2 separate regions of the Gossypium hirsutum genome follow, and region 2 is linked to region 1. A link is a contact called in public Hi-C data. All regions are on one chromosome and are shown on one strand. Each heading gives the region's core, a stretch centred on a gene start, on an enhancer-like site or on the middle of the called end of the contact. The rest is flanking DNA. Distances are from core to core; before and after follow the strand shown.

Region 1 (4,414 bases), core at 1,149-3,648:
AAATTAAAATATGAAGGAAAAAAAAGCTTTAAAAAACTATCCATATCAATATCTTTATAAATTTTAAAAGCTTTATATAATTAATATTATGATTTATATTGAATTAATTCAATATTGATTAATTATCATTATGATTTAAATTAGGGGTTAAAGGTTAGGGGTTTCAGGGAGAAAGTTGGGCCTTTTCTTTAAAAGTATATAAATATTATAAAAATAAATGTTTAAAATCTTTTTTAAATATTTAAAAAATTTTAAAATCTTTTAAAATTCATTTTAAAATTTTAAATCACGAAAAATATAAAACCTTTCAAATTTTAGAAAAATATATGTTATTTACTCTTTAAATGATAATTAGAAATGTTCACTACCCATACAACTCACCTAGTCCAAAATATGGTTAGGCTTAGATTTATATTTTTTTATTGTTTTTAAAATGTCAAAAATACTTGCGGCGCTTTCAGTAAAACGCCACAAAAATATATTATTCTTTACGTAAACGGCATCGTTTTGACATATTTAAAATCATATTTCCGGCGTTTTTTCGAAAAACGCCGGTATAAAATGTTTATTCCTCAAATTAAACGATGCCGTATAGAAAATTTAGAATATAAATTTGCGGCGTTTTTTGGCTTAAACGCCACTATAAAATTCAATTATTCTAATGAAACGGCACCGTTTACAAAAATTCGAATGTATATTAACGGCGTTTTTTGCTATAAACGCCGCCAAATCTCAATTTTTTATATTCAATTAGTATGAAAACTTATATAAAAATTAATAATGTTTATAATTTTTTTATATCTTTCACACTTATATAAAAATTATTTAATATATAAATTAAAAAAATACTAATTACCCTAAACCTTAAACCCTAACTCGACCCCAAATCTCTAAACCCTAAATCTCTAACTCTAAACCTCTAATCCCAAACTCATAACCCTAATTACCCCAATTAACCACTAACCACTAACTACTAATCCTTATTATTTAATATATATAATTTTAAAAACAGAAATTAAATCAAATACTATACTCTAACCCGACCCTTAACCCCTAAATCCTAAACCCTTAACCCTGAACCTTAAAACCCTAAACTCATAACCCTCAGCCCCTAACCTCTAACCCCTAACCCCTGAACCTTATTTAATATATAAAATAAAACACACTAATTAATCTAGACCCTAAACCCTAACCTAACACCGAACCATAAACCGATTAAATCCCTAACTAGCTCTTAACCTCTAACCCATAACCCCTATACCCCATTACCCTTAAATCACAACCCTTAAACTAGAATATCTAATCCATATATAATCCCTAAATATTCCGTAATCTATAAACCTTAAAATTGTAACTCCTAAACTGGCCTTAACTACTAAATTAACCATATACCCTAAACCGTGTATATATTAAACTATATATAATGATAATTATACAAAATAAATATTTTAAAATTATTACTATTGTATCCTTTACAATTATATATGAAATTATTTAATATATAAATTAAAAAGAAATCAGTCATGTACCCAAAAAAATTTAGAATATTTTTAATTAATAGTATTTTAATTTTTTCATTTTTAACAAATATTTTGCTATGTTTTTTAATTCAAATTATTTCAATGTCTCATTATTTCAAATTTATCCATTTTTAACAAATATTCAATTAAAAATATATTGAATTTTAATTAATATAAACAAACAAATTAAAAAGTAAAAAAAAATACATAATATGTTTTTGCGGCGCTTTACCAAAAACACCGCTAAAGGTCTCCGCATTAGCGGCGCTTCTTGGAAAACGCTGCTAAAGACCCACAAGGTTTGAAAACGACGCCGTTGGGCTTAGGTTTTTTGCGGCGTTTTTTAGAAAAACGCTGCTAATGATCATTTTTAGCGGCGCTTTCCTATAAGCGCCGCTAATACTCGATCTTTAGCGGCGTTTTTGGGAAAGCGCTGGTAATGCTCGATTTTTAGCGGCGTTTTTTGTACAAACGCCGCTAAAAGCCTGTTTGGTATAGTGTCTCTTAGCACTTTCTATATTAAGCAGAAAAGTGAGAATAGTTATGGCAGAGGATTAATATGTTTACATTGGTATTAGTAGACTCAATTAAATAATAAAAAGATAAAAAAAATTTTAAATGTATGTTTGTTTCATTGAAAACAACTTTAATAAAATATTTTAAGGAAATCTGTCAAACAATAGAAAATATTTTACACAAATTCATCCAAATACAAAAAAAATATTAACTTTTCCAAAAAACTAAATTATTTTCTCGGCAAATAAACTGAACCTAAGATTAAGAAGTAACGAAAGCAAAGACTAAAGTGAGGACCCATGGAAGCCATTATTGAAGATGAAAAGCTAGGACCCATGGAAGCCATTATTGAAGATGAAAAGCTGGTTTAGCGACACTTTCAACTTTTTTGCTTGCTGTGTAATGAAGCAGCCCATGTGCTTGTTGATTCAATATGATGCTTATTGGATTGAAAGAGATACCAAAATTCGTGTCGTGGCGTACCATCGGTTTTTCATAATTGGTCACCACTTTGACCAAAATAAAATATTACTTTTGCATCACTCAATCTAAAATAAATTATAATTTTTCAATTCACCAAAAAAATCATAATTTTTCAAACTTTCTTTTTTCTTTTTTGAATTTTAAACTTTAGATTTATTAAACGAGATGTATAAATTAACTAATAAAAACTCAATAAAATATAAGCTAATAGAGGAATAAAAATTATCTTTAAGCTCATCACCTATAAAAAAGTAATAGATGATGCCGGTTAAATCTTAACTCGATTGATATAAGTATTATTGTCAATGTAGGAGGACGTGGGTTCGAGTATGTTGAAGCGCATTATCCTACTAGTAATGAATTGGGGAGGGACTATAGGTAAATTTAAGTATTGTATCAAAAAAAATATATAATTAGAACCTATAATAAGATTGTTAAAATAATAATAATAATAATAATAATAATAATAATAGAGGATAAAAATTAATATATATTTATATTATTATAAAATTTCTAACTGAATTGATACTAATTTAGAATGATAAAAGCAATTTTATTTCATTTTAACATACATATAAATGGTATAAATATTATTTAACATAATATTTTATTTTTTTAGTAATTATCTCTCAAATTTATAATTATTTCATATGAAAACTACCAACTTGATATGCAATTTTTTTCTTAAAAAAATATTTTTTTATATTTTCTATTTTTAATTTTTCACATAGAATAAGGGTGTACAGAAATCTTACATAAATTAATAGTCAATTTAGTTATAGATTTCACGCCAATATGGTTTATCTAATAATAATAACGCTTAATTCAATAAGCGTTGAAATTATACCAATTTTTTGAGTTAGGCATTTAACTTTTTTTGTCAAATTAAGTATCTAAAATATATTTTAATTTTGTTCCGCCAATTAAAAGTTCATACGTGATATTTTTAATAGTAATAATTTTAAATTTAATAGTTAAATATCAATTTAGAAGAGTGGAGAGAGAGAATGAGAATGAAAAAAAATTATTTTTAATATATATTTTTAATTTCATGTAAATGATGATGTAGGTAAAAAAAATGACATATGGTAGGCTTTTATTGGTTGAAGTGAATTTTTTTTTTGCAGAGATAATGGTAGTGGTCAAAATTGTTACACCTCAAAATCGGGTTAAAAGAATCAGTTTTTGAAAATTGAGAGTGGTCGTGCCTTGATTTATAAGATTATCCTTGTGTGTTGTAAATAAACCGAGGGTTTGAAACGGATGATAAATGCTAAAAGTAACATGTTTGAGCCTCATTCTTAATGAATTTTTGGATGATTAATCGATGTAAAATGGTGAATTTTATGCTCTTAATCCTTTAAATTCATGTTTCTATACTTAGGAGAGCATTTGGGAGCAAAAGGAACGAAAAATGAGCAAAAATCAGAAAATCGAAGCAAGGTATAGGGGCCACACGGACTGGGCACACGACCGTGTGAGCCATACGGGCTGCAACACGGCCATGTGCCAGACCGTGTCAAAATCACGATTTGCACTCCAAGCACACGAAAAAAAATGCAATTTTTAGGTTTTCCAACATTCTAAGACCTATATATGACAAAGATAAGAAGAGAGGAGAGAGTAGTCATAAAATACTCAAGAAAACAACTCGAAAAACACCATTGGAGCCGACTCTAAAGCAAATTTCCATCAAGATTGAAGATCTCCTTTTGATTTCTTTGAAGTTTATCATGAATTTCTTTGTTTCTTGTGGTTATACTATCTTTGAAATGTTTTTATTTGCTATCATGAACTAATTTTCCAAATACCTAAGGAAATGAACCCCAGGATGGATTCTATTATTTGATTTCTATTTTTGCGCAATAAATACTTGCATCTTGTTCTCAATTATG
Region 2 (4,414 bases), core at 492-2,991, 69 kb before region 1:
ACATTTAATGCAAACCTTGAATGACTTGAGGCACAGGAAATTTCAACAGTTGGGCTCCATCAGTTCGGAAAATTTCTTTGAGCATCTCCAAGGGGATGTTGTTGATGATATTGTCAAGCAAAGGTCCAGAAGGAAGCTTAACTCCACCATAGTAGAGTTCAAGAACATCCTCCAATGAGTCGAATTCGTTGTGAGTTTTATCAGTTAGATCTTGAAGCTCTGGGACTATGAATTGAACTATAGATTTCAGTGCATAAGCAAGGAAATCCGACATCTTCAAGTGTCCAAATCGTTCATCTCTTGGAACATAAATGTTTAAGCTCATCAAAAGTGGTATCCTACTCTCAGTCTTGGGATCTGTTCGATTATTACAGTAACAGCAAAACCTTGTCACAACAAATTCAATGATCCATTCATTCTTAACCCACATATATTTGGTATGGGATCCTCACCTGACTTGGTCGGAGGTCTACCAGTTCTTCCCCTACGAGGATAGGGGTACTTGGCAGAACCTCCGAGAACCGGGCGGGCGTATTCGGGGCCCTTGTCGGGGTTCCCCAAATCATTGTAATAAGCATAGTCATAGACACGATCCCATTCTTGAAGCTCTCCTTGGCCATTGCCTCTCAAGGCCATCAGCTCTTGTTCTCTGTATTGAAGCAGCGGCTTCGGCATGTCATGCGGAAGATACGTCTAAAAAAAAACCAAACATTTTAAACTACGATTTTAGCCAAAAGAAAAACTGAAACTCCCAAAGAGAAAAACAATCGAAGAACTGACCTTGTTAGTGAAGAAAACTCGAGGGTTATCGTATTTCTTGTCGGGATAAACCCAAGAATTGCAGACAAAGTGAAACCGACCATGACCTGGAACATGTTCGAGAGTGAGAGTTTTGAGGTAGAACTCACTGTGATGATTGTTTTTAATGAGGAAAGCTCCGGGTAATCCGATTTCCTCCTCGAAATCAAAGTTAACGTCGAATTTAGATTCTCCGGCCACTGCCGATGTTTCTGTAGAGTTCCAGTCCTCCAAATATGCTTCTTTCCCCAGCTTTCCTTGCAACCCATTATCTAAAAATATAAAACAAATTTAATTATTAGATTAGGACTAATATTAATTAGTGCTTGACATTTCATATGAAAATGCATTTTTTACTGTTTACTGCATTATTATTTTCTATGCTCAAAAAAAAAAAAAAGTTCAATATTTTCATCAACAATGATAAAAAATTTCCTTGAGGTTAAAGATGATATGTACATGTCAGTGTATAAAAGGGAAGTGGTCGTTAATGAAGAAAAATAAAATAACTATAAACTATTGATAGCAATGGCAGGCTTTTGTTTTGACTTTAAGAGACAAAATAACAAATATGCTTTGATAAAATAATATTATTATTTTTCAGCTTCTTGGATGAAACAAAAATAAAAAGGAATTCACCAGCATCGACATGTTGAGAACTGATAAGCTGAAATGAAACTCTTTTGCCTAACAGCTCATGAAAGCCATCAAGAAAAGATGCATGGAAGTCATTGAAATCCAAAACATTTTTCTTCATCAAAATAACAGTGCCTTTGATCTTTTCCGGTTTCATCTTCTTGTTCCCATTGTCGTCACCGGCTACGGCGTGGAGCAAATGGCTCAGCATCTCCGAATAACACGAAAAGGAAAAGGAATACAAGGACGGTGGTGGTGAAAGAATATGTTCGAAACTTGGTTTAATTAAATGTGAAGACTTGAGATAAAAAGGGGTTGGGGCTTTGTAGGAGTATTTATAGAGAAGAAGAGGTTATTGGGAAGCTTCATCATCTGTTCATATTGGGGGTAGTAGTTTCTGTTAATTTTCCTTACAATCAAAGACTTGGGTTTACCTTTTTGTTTTAATTAAGCCACTTTGGTCTTTTTAACCTTATCTTCTCTCATATTCTCTCTTTGAAATGACTCACCAATGAAGCCAAGTCCTTTTTGGAACCCCTCCCAAAATAAAATATAAATCTATGAAGCCAATTCATATAAATAAATTGAGTGTGGGATCTAATGGGTGCTTTTTTTTTAAGTAAAACTTAGTTAATCCTTGTTTTAATTTTTTTAAAATCATATAAGTTTTTTTTAGTTTAGGGTTATGGACCCAAGCTAGATTGTAATCTAGAAACAGGGAAAGATATTTTTAGATATTGTATTTATCAATATAAAATTGGGTATAAGAATTCTACTAAAATACTATATCATATTTTGTGAAAACAGTAATAAAGAAAGAAAAATTATAGACGAGAAATCTTTGAATAAATCTTAATATAATTTGATAATGTATCATGTGATAAACATTGATAAGTTGTAGTTAGATAATGGGGCACACCCTGTTGAGTTAAAGTGAATAACCTAACAACAATCCATACACTTAATGACTCGTAGATGAGCTGTAGTACGGATACTTGTATTCAAAAGTTAGATTTCTTTTAGAAGGAGATGGGACGAAGGTGTATGAAAGCTTGTCATCAAAGTATCAGCATAAAATTTTGGTCATGAGCTAATTAAATTAATTATTAAGGGTTATTTAGAGCCATGCGTACAGTAAATAAATTTAAATTTTTGATGTAAAACTGTTTAGTTGAAGAAAAGAAAATTGATTAACGTTACTTGTTTTCATTCTAACATACACAACTTTTATTTTAAATCATTTGGATAATATACTTAAAAACTAATGTTAATTTTTTTAAGTTGAGCAGGCCTTGATTTTAATATTAAAGTAAAAATATTTTATTTTTAAACTAATAGGAATTTGATGAGAGTAGTTTAGTAAATAAGAATAAAATAATATTTTTAAAACTTTTTGAAGGTACTTATATACATATCACACTTAATCACTCCTTTTTAAAATTCTGATTATTCTTTTAAATTTTAGGCTGATGTTAGAAGTATATATAATTTTTATTGATTTTACTTTAAAACACTATAATGAATGGCGTAAAAGTTATAAAATAGGGACTTATTTGACTAAAAAAATAATTTAAGGGCTTGTTTAAACAGTGAGCAGTAGTTGAATAGCGGAATAGTTTTTATTTGTTTTTCTTTAAAAACAACTTAATAAAGAAGTATTAATTACAAAGGATTACTGAAATCAAAATGACCCATTTCATTGAATATCTTTTATTTTTATTATATAAAATAGAAACTTTGATTTAAGTTGTAGTCGTCTTTGATGGACAGACAAAGTCTTTCCTTTTTTTTCTTGGTTTCACCGTTTCTTAATTTGTAAAAAAAAAAAAAACCGAAAACGTGGACGACTAAGTCAATTAAAAGATAACCAAATAATAATTTAAGAATAGTAAGAAGGCAATGTGCAAACTATTATTTTATAGAAACCAAGACCAGATGAAGAAACCCTCTAATGTCATTGTACGATGCATTATTGTCTGCTTGACTTTGTTTCCAGCTCCTTTTTTTTTAAATGCACGTTGCAAATTATTATTTATAATTTAAATGGATCGTTAAAATTTTTGTATTTATCAACAATATTTTCGTTTTAATAAAGGAAATTATATATATTTATACTCAGAAACATTGTACTTAAATTGTTTCATTAGATTGCAGAAAATTAAAGAAAAATTAACTTAAATTGTGGAAAGAAAAAAGCAGCCAAAAAAAGGACATGTTTCAGTTTTCGACATGAATTGGATTCTTTCAAGAAACATGTCTTCTTTTCTTAGTAAGAAAAGATTAGGATGAAATGTTATATTTTAATATTATATAAATCCGGAGAACTAATTGTTAATTAGGTGATTAGTTTATTCTCACATACCGTGTGCGCCACAAAATGCAGGTTTTTTCTTTCAATATTTGATAAAATCCCTCTACTAAAAATTTTAATAAATTAGTAAAGTAATTCTTCTATTAAAAATTTCATCCATTTCTACTATTAAACTAGTTCTTGTACGTACGTAATGTGTGATTGTTTACTTATTTCGTCAGTCATATTAGTTTTTAACAGTAAAAATAAATAAAAATTTTTAATTAAAATGATCAATATGCTTTTTAATTTATCTTGTAGGGACTACTTTACTCATTTTTTAGCAAATAGAGTAGAATGCAATCCGACTCCTAGATGGTACTTTTACCGTCAAATTTTAAAACATAAATATTTTAAAATCTCATAATATGATTTGTAAATCATTTTCATACTAAAAATTAGAGAATGATACAGTTACATCAATGTAAAACTATTCTTCCTTATATTTTTGTTCCATAAATATTTTAATTGTTACATAAATTTACGTATTTTCTGACACCTAATACAATAGTGTTTGGGATACTTTTCCCATCTACCCGGTATCTCCGAATCCGGCAGCAGGTATATGGATTATTCTTTTTTTCAAAGTGCTCGTTTGATCGATAATACAAAGAAGGGACAAATATAATA

Evidence for each region. A called contact is a pair of places that touch in the nucleus more often than the background predicts.
Region 2: a Hi-C map of leaf shows a contact between it and region 1, with 1.6 times the contacts expected there. The contact joins the promoter of LOC107919998 here to the enhancer-like site in region 1. A contact is called at or near these places in 21 of 34 Hi-C or Micro-C datasets (anther, callus, cotyledon and 5 more).

The regions. Positions count from the first base shown.
Region 1 is chrD13:37,861,120-37,865,533 of Gossypium_hirsutum_v2.1, reverse strand. No RefSeq gene overlaps it. Among protein-coding and RNA genes, the nearest start is that of LOC107920813, 6.2 kb to the right of the region's middle. Within about 2 kb of position 2,398, at least 3 of the 9 cell types and tissues checked have an H3K27ac peak or open chromatin away from gene starts, as enhancers often do. A contact at or near this core is called in hypocotyl and leaf, where this site is marked.
Region 2 is chrD13:37,929,194-37,933,607 of Gossypium_hirsutum_v2.1, reverse strand. It overlaps LOC107919998 (probable linoleate 9S-lipoxygenase 5), which reads right to left and starts at 1,741. Exons shown (of 9, transcript NM_001327165.1): 1 at 1,438-1,741; 2 at 781-1,070; 3 at 453-693; 4 at 16-357. The coding sequence starts at 1,645.